Linked DNA regions of Zea mays: region 1 is linked to region 2. A link is a contact called in public Hi-C data. All regions are on one chromosome and are shown on one strand. Each heading gives the region's core, a stretch centred on a gene start, on an enhancer-like site or on the middle of the called end of the contact. The rest is flanking DNA. Distances are from core to core; before and after follow the strand shown.

Evidence for each region. A called contact is a pair of places that touch in the nucleus more often than the background predicts.
Region 1: a Hi-C map of ear shows a contact between it and region 2, with 2.5 times the contacts expected there. The contact joins the promoter of LOC109942241 here to the promoter of LOC103638166 in region 2. A contact is called at or near these places in 2 of 25 Hi-C or Micro-C datasets (ear and tassel).

The regions. Positions count from the first base shown.
Region 1 is chr9:28,385,181-28,390,563 of Zm-B73-REFERENCE-NAM-5.0, forward strand. It overlaps LOC109942241, which reads left to right and starts at 3,110. Exons shown (of 2, transcript NM_001428419.1): 1 at 3,110-3,263; 2 at 5,184-5,383. The coding sequence starts at 5,197.
Region 2 is chr9:27,943,234-27,949,236 of Zm-B73-REFERENCE-NAM-5.0, forward strand. It overlaps LOC103638166, which reads left to right and starts at 1,422. Exons shown (of 3, transcript XM_008661152.4): 1 at 1,422-1,864; 2 at 1,926-3,931. The coding sequence starts at 1,422. It overlaps LOC542185 (RuBisCO large subunit-binding protein subunit beta, chloroplastic), which reads left to right. Exons shown (of 13, transcript NM_001319768.1): 13 at 37-462. The coding sequence ends at 50.

The sequences.
Region 1 (5,383 bases), core at 1,860-4,359, 440 kb after region 2:
GGACCGCACCACCACCACTTTCAAGTTTAAGTTTAAAATGAAGTTTTCAATTGGTATCTTATGATGAAATATTTAAAGAAGGATTTTTCAATTGGTTAGTATTTTTCAAATTGGTATAGTTAATCTTATTTCAATTGGTAAAACCCTCTTGAGCACTAAGAGGAGAATTTGATCCAGGGGGAGTTTTGTTTTAGTCAAAGGAAAAGCATTTGAAATAGGGGGAGAAAATTTCAAATCATGAAAATGCTTCTTGCAATCTTATTCATATACCTTTGACTATTTGCAAAAGTACTTTGAAAAGATTTTACAAAAGATGTTGCAAAAACAAAACAAGTGGTGCAAGCGTGGTCCAAAATGTTAAAAGAAAGAAAGCAATCCATGCATATCTCATGAAAGTATAAATTGGTTTAACTCCAAGCATCCTTTACACTTGCCTTATGCAAACTAGTTCAATTCTGCACTTATACATTTGCTTTGGTTTGTGTTGGCATCAATCACCAAAAAGGGGGAGATTGAAAGGGAAATAGGGTCAAACCTTTTCCTAAATGATTTTGGTGGTTGAATTGCCCAACACAAATAATTGGACTAACTAGTTTGCTCTAGATTATATGTTCTACAGGTGCCAAAGGTTCAGCACAAACCAATAAAAAGATTGAAGTTGGGGTTCAAAAGAAAGGAGCAAAAGAAACTGAAGTGAACCCTGGTCTGGCGCACCGGACAGTGTCCGGTGCACCAGGGTGGATCGACTTCAAACTCTTCACCTTCGGGTTTTTGAGGCCGCGCTCCGCTATAATTCACCGGACTGTCCGGTGGGCCAGCGGAGCAACGGCTCGCCAGCGCAACGGTCGACTGACAAGTGAACAGTGTGCGGACAGTTCGCGCAGAGTCAGAGCAGTGCCAGAAGGCGCACTGGACAGTGAACAGTGACTGTCCGGTGCGCCCATCGATAGCAGACCTCTCCAACGGCTGTTTTGGTGGTTGGCGCTATAAATACCCCCAACCACCACCATTCAAGGAATCCAAGCATTCACTACTCCTCATTCAATACAAGAGCAATACACAACACTCCAAGACACAAATCAAAGCCTCCGATCAAATCAAAGTCCTCAATTCAACTCTAGTTTTTAGGACTTGTGAGAAGATTGACTTGTGTTCTTTTGTTGCTCTTGTTGCTTGGTTGGCTTTCTTCTTTCTCTCATTCTTACTCTCAAAGACTTGTAAGCGAAGCAAGAGACACCAATTGTGTGGTGGTCCTAGCGGGGTCTAAGTGACCCAGGAAATCAAGGAAAGAAGCTCACTCGGTCTAGGTGACTGTTTGAGAGAGGGAAAGGGTTCAAAGAGACCCTGTCTTTGTGACCACCTCAACGGGGACTAGGTTTGCAACAACCGAACCTCGGTAAAACAAATCACCGTGTCATCCGCTTCACTTGCCTTGATTTGTTTTTCATTCTCTCTTTCGGACTCGATTTTATTTCTAACGCTAACCCCGGCTTGTAGTTGTGCTTTAAGTTTGTAAATTTCAGTTTCCGCCTATCCACCCCCCTCTAGGCGACTTTCAACTTCTCATGCGGCTTCACTATTTTTTTCCACAAGCCATACCAAACGACATTTTAACATACAACTTAGGTGAAAAGCACTTCTCTGTTTTGTATTAGATAGGTGAAGCAAAAAAATGTGACTCGCCCAGCTTTGACTCATGTCTTTTTTTGCGAAAACCCCCTCCCACCATTCCCATCATATCTTCGGCAATGCTTTGTGCTCCTCCTCTGATCTAAAAGCTTCTCAAGCCCGGCCGTTCCCACCACCACCGCCCAGCTCCACACACTCCTCACGTTCGGTCACCTCCACTATGACAACCCTCATCCCCTCTTATATTCTTATTGTGCATGTGGCTGCCCCTTCGACGCCTAGAACCTGCTCGCTCAAATGCCCCAACCGGCCCTAGTTTCTGTCTCAACACCCTCTATGTTGTGTGATATTGTGAGGATAGTGCGGATCACGCTCGGTGCTACTTGAGAAATATAATAACTGAATATATAAAAGCGTGACTACACATGGTTCATTTTATAACAACCTAGGAGTTTTTGCCAAATGGTTTTTAAATGGCTTTGGCTTCTCTAGTAAAACTGTTTGCATGGAAAAATCAGAGCTAAAGCTATTTAAAAAAGGCAAATCCCTGCCAAAGGGAGCCTATATATGGAAGAGGAGATGAACAAACCCTCGCACCAATGTTGTTCTATAAATTTGGCCTTCCTATGTGTCACTGTCCTTTGACCTCTATGTCTGGATGTTACCTAGTTTAACTAGGGGTGATAATGAGTTTTAAATTTTACATTATAAAATTTAAGGATTGGATCATATTAGAATCAGGTTCTATTTTTATTTGTTTTTAAATTAAAATAAATTAAGGAGTCAAACAAATCATTAAGAATCATTTGGATCGTGATACATTATCACCCCTAAGCCTAACTTATAATTTAGTCCCATCGTGTACTTGTCCTCCAATATGTGGATTATGGCCTTATGGGTGTCTTCGTTCTCATGTTGAAATTGAAAGGCAACACAACGTTATTCCAGTATTCCATCTTGCTTTGGGGAAATTTGTAATTTTGCCACTCTCAGATTTGACTTCCTATTATTATGCATTCCGTGTCTATGACTGGTGGGATCATCTGTGTCTATGATTTATAGACCCGATGGCATATTAGTGAAGCTCACAAATGGTAATGGCAAAATTATCAATGGCTCTTTGCTTTGGATGGTGAACGTGGCTGCTCATAAAGTGATGAGTGAGCCTATCTGATAATAACCACTTACATTATGTCCTGACATTTCAATCTACGGACAAACTGTCAAATGTGATTAAAGCTGGCCGAAATCAAATATGATTTCTAAATAATTTAAAAAGGAAACCAAATCCATTTTCAAAGGCCTAATCAAGATCAGTGAAATAATAAATTTGGGTCTACAAACTATGGAAAGTCCTTCCAAGTTCTAAGGAGCTTTTTGTTGGGCTAGTTGGAAGCCCAATTGGGCAGCCCACCCAAAAGAGGGCTGGTCGAGGCCCATAAAGCATAAACGGGCCCAACCAGAACCGAACGGAGGAGAAGAGGAAGGGGATTATCTGAAGGGGAAAGGAAGCGAACTCACTCGCCGAGCCGCCGACGACGCCGGCACCAGCCACCGCCGCGGTAACCACGCCTCCGCCTCCGGCTTAACCCCGCCCCGGAATCCACGCCTTCGCCTTCGGCTTAGCCTGCAAGGTTGGTACTGTCACCTTACCTCTCTCTCTCTCTCTCTCTCTCTCTCTCTCTCTCTCTCTCTGGGTCCATTCTGCGGTTTCTTTAGTCCTTCAGCTTCTTAATTAACCATTCCGAGGAATCGTGTGGCGCATTTGTTCTTGTTGTCCGGGGGATCTCCCGAGTCGAGCTATTGCAGTTTGGTTTCTTTTGGATTTTGATGCTGTGCTTGTGAGGTGTACGGAACGGAAGAAACCCTAGTATCGATGCGCCTAATTGGTCAGTGACCTAGCAGACATAAACAGATTTATGCGCTGTAACTGATGTGTACAATAAAAGACGCGACTTCGATGCTCCGTAGTAGTCTCCCTCATGAATTTAACCTAGCAGACATGAATTTTGATGTCGTGTGTAACTCTGTGTGTGTGACTGTGTGTATGTCACGGTTCCTCTGCAAACGGGAACTGGTTGTACGTTTGCTTTTATTATGCTACACTATGAAGGAAATTTTGTTTTTTTTTCCATGTGGATATCTTAGCTTCCTGTATGGGTCTTAAGAGCATGTATAGCCCACAGATGTCTATATGTGTATTGAAAAACACGTCCAAAGTCCGAACAATATAAATAACATCCGAACAATATAAATAACAAGTCATACAGTGGCTTGTCTATTTATACTGTCTACAAAAATTTTAATTCATGTGTGGAATACGGGCTGAAGGAGTCATACAGTGGTTGCATTACCGTCTCTTGGCATTGGAACACGGACTGAAGCCGTCTCCTAACGAAAGATTTTTCTAGTGAATTGGGCATACAGTGGTTGCATTACCGATGACTCTCTCCTCCTTAATTTGCGTCCACGTAGGATTTTTCTATTTAATTGCTGCTTACGTGGCTGCTTAGAGACAGCGTATTCAATGCCGTCGGTTTTCGTTTTCTTTAGTCCAACTCTTTAATAAATGTTGCTCAGCTCTGATCCCTTGAAATTCAGAAACAGAAAAAGAAGCGACATATTAGTTTGAACAACCTTGCTTTGTATTCATGCGAACATCCTGGTAGAAGGATACCAGGAAATGAACTACTAGCTAGTTGAATTGGGGATCATTAAGTACCTTCTGCAGTTCTGCGCACACCATCTGAAGTCTATTTTATATCAGTGTATATAACGTTGTTTCAGGACACCTGCTAATATCGAGCAGTGAGTACTGAAATCCTCCCTGGCACCTAATACCTCGATTATTTTTTACTATGTTCATTTTTGCATGGCCACCGTCATCTCGATTCAAACTAGGCCAACAATTTGTGTCAGGTAGTTATTTTGTACTTTTCTGGTCAGATCTTGGCTCTAGTTTGTATGGTTAATTTGCACTGCATTCTGCTGTAGCCGACTAGCCGTATGGTATACAGATTACAGAAGAACCCTACAACAGATGGACCTGATATATCAAGTATATTCAAACACACGAATGCCTGACTGATGTGGCTAGGATGGAAGAATCCACTTTTATGTTAGATGGTGATTTGAGCACTCGATTGGCATTTCTGCAATTACAGCAACAGTTTTCACCTCTCTTTCATGTGTCAGTTACTTGTTTATGTACTGTACCGTAGGCATCACATGTTCTGAAAATAGGAGATGGGTTTAGGAAGTAGTGAGGAAAGTTTAAAATTGAAACCAGAGCACAAGATGTTTGGATTAAAAACTTTGTTTTTCCTTTCTCTTATTCAGTTATTTGTCTTATCATTAAGATTATTACAACTGTTCAGCCGCTTCGAATTTAATAGTGTATAACAACTTAAAAAGTGGCTTCAGATCTGTACAACACATGTACTGATTTTTTTGTTGCTGTAGGGTGTCTGTGTCTCTTGGAAGTTATCTGCCTATTTCTCATTTTGTATTCAAATCATGCTTCTAGTTCATTTATTGAATTTACTTTGTTGCAGTGAGACTGCCATCATGCAAAGCCCTATCACAGTATCTGGCACCTCTGCCTCCACAAAAGCAGCCCCTGATACATGTGGGATTCAAGGGTGGGCTGATCTCCCTGGAGGCCCACTCCAGTCTATTGTTGCCCTCCTGGGCTCCTTCATTGACCTCCTTGCCTTCGCAAGCACCTGTCGTTCTTGGCGTGCTGCCTTCTCAT
Region 2 (6,003 bases), core at 172-2,671:
CATGTTCTAACCTTTTGCTGTGTCTGCCATGCCCAGGCTATGGATACTGATGAGATGCTATGGCCATGCCCCATGGGACGAAGGTGATCACCATATTAATTTTTTGGTAGGCGAGGAGTCGGGTCGAGGTAGCTTTTTAGACGACCGAAAGGCGAAAATAAGTTGAGGATCTGCATCCCAAATTTGTGATGTAAACTGAGACAGAACAGCAGCCAAATGAAGCAGAGATTTGCTGAAAGATTCTGTAACTGGTTGCAGCTAATGTTGAATGCAGTTTGCACACGACCAATTCAAATGGCTCCGGCAACGTCAGATTATGCTGCGTCGAAACTGATTTGAAACTGATACACCGGAGCGGTCTCCTCTCTGGGAGCGATCCATATTTTTGTGTACTTTCTGATTTGATGAACGACTCCATCTGTTTGTTTCTAGAAGATAATGTATTTGAGGGCGTCTGTTTTTAAAAGAAAAGTTTGCATGAGTACCCAGTTGCTACAGTTCTCGGGGATGTGGGCAGAACACGTATAATTTTGAAATAATTGCTAGTCATCCTTTCTGAATTTGAAACAGAAAACCTCAAAACTTGATGACAAGAGCTATCGAGAGGGCCTACGCTACACATTTGAGTGCGTTTGAACTTGAATGAAAGGTGTAGCCGTCGTCCTTGTTGCGGAAGGGAAAAAGTAACCCCGTGAAATTAAAGGTGTCTAGTTGTATAACTAAGGTGCCAAAACTTATCATATATTCTTCGTCATATAAAGTCATCGGTATATAGAAGAAAGTTTTTACTATAACTATAGCTATAAACAAACACTCTTTTGACAAGTGAGACAACCAACCAAACAAATCCTAGAACTCCCGTCGTCCTTGTGGCAATGGGGCTAGCCTTTGCCAGCTTGCCCCACTGTAACCATCATTGGCGGTTGTCAGCCAAAGGGGTCACATCCTTTCATCGAAGGGCCCATCCTTTACTCACACCTTTAGATGTACCCTTTCGTATTGTATATATATGTACCATGTGTTGATTTCACTCGTCACTGGTGTCTCACATTTAAAATTTCTACTATAACTGATAGACATGAGACTGCTCCTTCCATTTATGGCTCATGTAATTACGACGAATTGATTTGGTTGCCCACTCCCGGGTCTTCTTTCTATAAATCGGGATGAGGCTTGCCTATATTTTTGTAATCCTGTACTTATGATCAATCAAGTTGTGTTATATCCCAATTCCATCTTGTCTCATGGTAGCAGCCGCGTTTTCTTCCTTAGCGCTGAAACCGCTTCTGCAATTTTTTTCTTCCCTCTGTTCTCTCTCACCATGGCTAGTGTCTCCAGCGACCCGCTAGCTGCTGCAACAGTTGCTGCTCATGCTAAGGATCTCGCCTCGGACGCTGAGGCTTCAGCTGCGCACCGCACCCATGCTGTTGTTGCCGCCGCTCGCCGCCGCCTCCAGGAGGTTGCTGCTGCCACCGATGGCATCGTGGTCAACAACACCGACGCCCCCACCAGCGTCCACCGACGACGACAACGTTCCTCTAGCCGCTGGTGACGTCGACGTTGGTGCTGCCCTCCATGCGCAGGCCCTCGGCATCCTCAACGTCCGCGCCCTCGTCCCGGTCGTCCTCGATCTCGCCGCGCCATCCTTCTCCAAGTGGGGCTGCCTCATGCTCCTCGCCCTTGGCAAGTACGCGCTCGCCGACCATGCCCTTTGCGACGCCGCGTTCCCCGCCGTTCCACACTGGGTGCGGATGGACCTCCACGTCCTGTCTTGGCTCTACGGCTCCATCATCGGCGACCTCTACGAGATCGTCACGATGAGGACTCCTTCCGCCCGTGGCGCCTGGCTCGCCCTCGAGCAACAGTTCACCAGCAACCGCGAGACACACGTTCTTATGGTGGACACTGAGTTCTGCACCCCTCAGCAAGGTGCACTCTCCCCTGACGCCCCTCCTTCCCGCGCCCCTCCCTCCCCCACCTCCTCTTCCTCCACCTGGGTTGCAGGGGCTCTCACGCAAAGCCCAGAAGCCGGCGAGCAGAAAATCTCATTCTCCCTGGACAAATTCGCAAAAGAGCAACGCAGGGGGAAATCGGCCTGGTTCGTGGATTCCTGAAGAGCATGGATGGGCCGTGAAAGCGGATGACCCGAGGAAGGGGCAGCCAAGGTGTCTCGACTCGGGCTCCATCTCCAGGGGGTGGATCGCAGCCCAGAAGGCTGGCAACAAGTTGAACGAGGTAGGGTTTCCTCCTGATCTTATTGGTGCTCGATCCCCAGAACACCTGTCCGTGCTTCTAGCTTCGCTGTGGGCGCTGCCTACCCACAAGCGGGAGAGTTTCTCTGGAGGGTGGCGATCCATCCCTTTCCGCCCGCCAGACTTTGGTCCTCAGCCAGGAGGGGGAGGGGGAGGGGGTGAGCTCGCTGGGGAAACTTCAGAGAAGATGGACCCAAGGCTGAAACCCTCACAGTGGGATCGGTGGAACTCTAAGGAGGCGAGGAATCCACCCAATGCTTGGGGAAGACACCGCAATATGAGCTGGCGACTCCGACCCTCACACGTGAAATCTGAGGGAGAGGTGATTGGATCATCATCTGGTGACATGAATAACCCAGGTAACTCTAAATCCCCGACTCTCCCTGGGATGCTGGAGGTAGAAGGAAGTCGTCGCACATTCTGCCAAAAATGCGGTGATGAAGGTCATCATGCCAGAGATTGTTCTAGGGCTTTGTGGTGTGATATCTGCATGAAAGAGACTCATGTAACTGCGAAATGTGTGTGGCCAAGACAGAACAAACCTATTATGCCATTAGTGGGAATGGCAGCAGATGGTTTGAGTTTTTACTCCTCTCAGTTTGGAAAGAACATTTCCAAAAAACCAAAGAGGAGCCTGTTGGGATTAGTCAAAATTGTGGAGGGGATTGTGTCTGCTGGTGATCTGGAGAGGGATTTTAGCTTCCATTTCCCATGGGGACGACCCTGGAAAGCTGATAAGTGTCATCTTGGTTTCCTGATGCAATTCCCATCACAGGACAGGCTTGATGAACTGACCAACTTTACTGAGTTGAAGATGAAGATTTCAGGGGTTAAGATTGTAGTAACTGTGTGGAACTCTCAGGTTTTGGCTAAATCCAGATTGCACTCAGTTTGGATTAAGGCCGATAATGTGCCTGAAGAATTGTTGAACTATCAAGCCATATGTGAGTTGGGTTCGGTTTTAGGAGCTGTGGAAGAAGTGGATCTGGCCGCTCTGAAATCCAATGACATGGTTAGATTTAAAGTGCATGTGAAGAGCGTCGCGAGGATTCCACCTGTCATTGAGATAGGAGTCAAGCATCTCTTATATGACATTTATTTTAAGGTGGAAAAGGTAGAAACTGAAGGATGGAATGAGGAAGAAGCTAGTATGAGAAAGAGATCTTCTGTTGATTTACAGCCGAACGAGTTCGGTTTGGGTGACAATGGAGGGAAAAAACCCAAAAGTGATATTCATGAAAGTGGGAAGGTCCCTCTGATTCCTGTAAATCAGAAAACATCTTCCTCTGAGTTTAAAGAAGCAATGTTTGCTACAGATCCACAAACCAATGAATGTGACAAATGCAATGAAGAGGGGGAAAATCTGGGGGATGAAAACAATGAGAAGGTAGACTTTGAAGACAGTGATGAAGACCTTCTTAGTTCCCAAGAGCTTAACAACTTTGTGAAAGGAATGGGTGTTGAGATAGCGGATGAGCAGGAATTGGAGATGGATGAGGGTGAACTCCTCAAAGTTCAAGATGAGCAACAAACTGGTAAGGATAAAAAAGGTAAAGCCAAGTTGGTAGATCAAGTTGAAGGCACAAGGAAAAGTAGCAGACTGGAGGCAAATGAAGATATCAGGATTACGGACAAAGCCATCAACAGAGCTGAAGCGAAGGATGCCTTCTTGAACATAGGTAACAACCCCAACCCTTTCTCTATCTTAAATTCTGAAAACAGCTTGCTGATTGATATAGCTAACAAACTTGGGGTGAATTTGGGAAAAGATGATAATGAAAGATTAGATAACTTAGAAATGATCAAGTGCTTAGAAGAAGAACGTGCCAAGGCTATTATGCCAGACGTTGGTGTTGATGATATTGATAATAAATTCGCTGGTAATTTAGTGGAGAATGAGGATCCTTCGATTATGGATAGAATTGTCCAAGAGATGATAGAGAGTGAATCGGAAGGGAAAAAGAACAAAACACCAAAGAAGAAGAAAAAAATACAGAAAGAGAAAAAATATTCTCTGAGAAAAAAAAGGGTTCTCCAAAAATTAGATATACATCTAATAATAGGAGATGCCTGAAGCGTCATCAATGGGACAACCAAGTATCTGAATGAAAGGGGTAATATGGAACTGCCAGGGGCTTGCCAAACCCGGGAAATTTGAGTTCATTCATGAACTCATAAACAAGGAAAAAGTTGATTTCATTAGTCTGCAAGAGACTAATAAGAAAGAATTTGGGCAGAACTGGTTACTGTCTTTAAGCAGTAATAAGTTGTTTAAGTGGATTTCTTCTCCCCCTAATGGTAGATCAGGGGGTTTGCTGGTGGGTTTTAATTCAGACACTTTGGATGTCTCGGACATTCAAATCAAGGACTTCATGATTGTGTGTCGGGTGCATCACAAGATTAAAAATCTTTCTTGGACTTTTGCTAATGTCTATGGGGCAGCTCAAGCGGTTAATAAAGATAATTTCTTAAGCGAGTTAGCTGCCACTTGCTCCCACTGTAGTGGTCCCATTCTGCTAGGTGGTGACTTTAACATTTTGAGGAGTAGTGATGACAAAAATAAGCCTTATGTTGCCAATAGATGGACGCTTCTCTTTAATGCCATCATTGATCAGCACGGTCTGGTTGAGCTAGATCTAACTGATAGGAAGTTTACGTGGTCCAATAATAGAAATCCTCCCACTTTTGAAAAACTTGACAGATTTCTAGTGAGCCCTGATTGGGATTTATTATACAGCAATGCTAGGGTTAGAGGGCTGAACAGATTTCTTTCAGACCATGTTCCTTTGATGTTAAGCACTGAGGATTCAAAAAAACCTGTTGCTACTTTTAGATATGAGTTGCTCTGGCATAAAAAACCTGATTTTAGAGAGTTGGTTTGTAGAAGTTGGGAGCTTCCAATAAGGAGTAATGGAAGTCTTAACATTTGGAAAGAGAAAGTTAAGAGACTCAAAAAATACCTTAAGGGTTGGAATTTCAATGAAGAAGGGAGTAACAAGAGAAGGAGAGAAGATCTTTTGAAGAAAATCAATGGGTTAGACATTAAAAATGAAGAAGGGGGGCTGTCGGATAATGAAAAAATGGCGAAAAAAGATTGTGAGCTTTTGCTTAATAAACTTCTCTTTGAGGAAGAGATGAAAATGAAGCAGAGAGCTCGTGAGAGGTTAATTACGGAAGGAGATGAAAATACAAATTATTTTCATCAAAAAGCCAATCTCAATAGAAGGAGAATCAGGATTCATGCTCTGATGGATAAGGAGAACTTGGTTGAAGAGGAGGATGAGAAGAATCGGATTGCTACTAACTTCTATAAAAACTTGTTTGGCCCTTCTCCTATCTCTGCCATCTATATGGAGGATAGAAACATGGATAAGATTAGCGATGAGGACAGATGTATCCTCACTGCCCCTTTTACAGAGACTGAGGTTAAGCATGTAGTAGACAACTTTAAACACAATAGTGCCCCAGGCCCTGATGGTCTCCCTGCAGAATTTTTTAAGGACTTCTGGGACATTATTAAAAAAGACATCATGAAGTTGTTTGAAGACTTTTTCAAAGGAAAACTGGACATTAAAAGATTAAACTATGGTGTTGTCACTTTAATTCCTAAAGTGGACAAGGCTATAGATATGAAAAACTTTAGACCCATTTGTCTTTTAAATGTTTGCTATAAAATGATCACCAAAGTCCTTAACAATAGGTTGTCAAATTGTATCACTAAGGTGATTAGTGATAACCAGTTTGGCTTTAT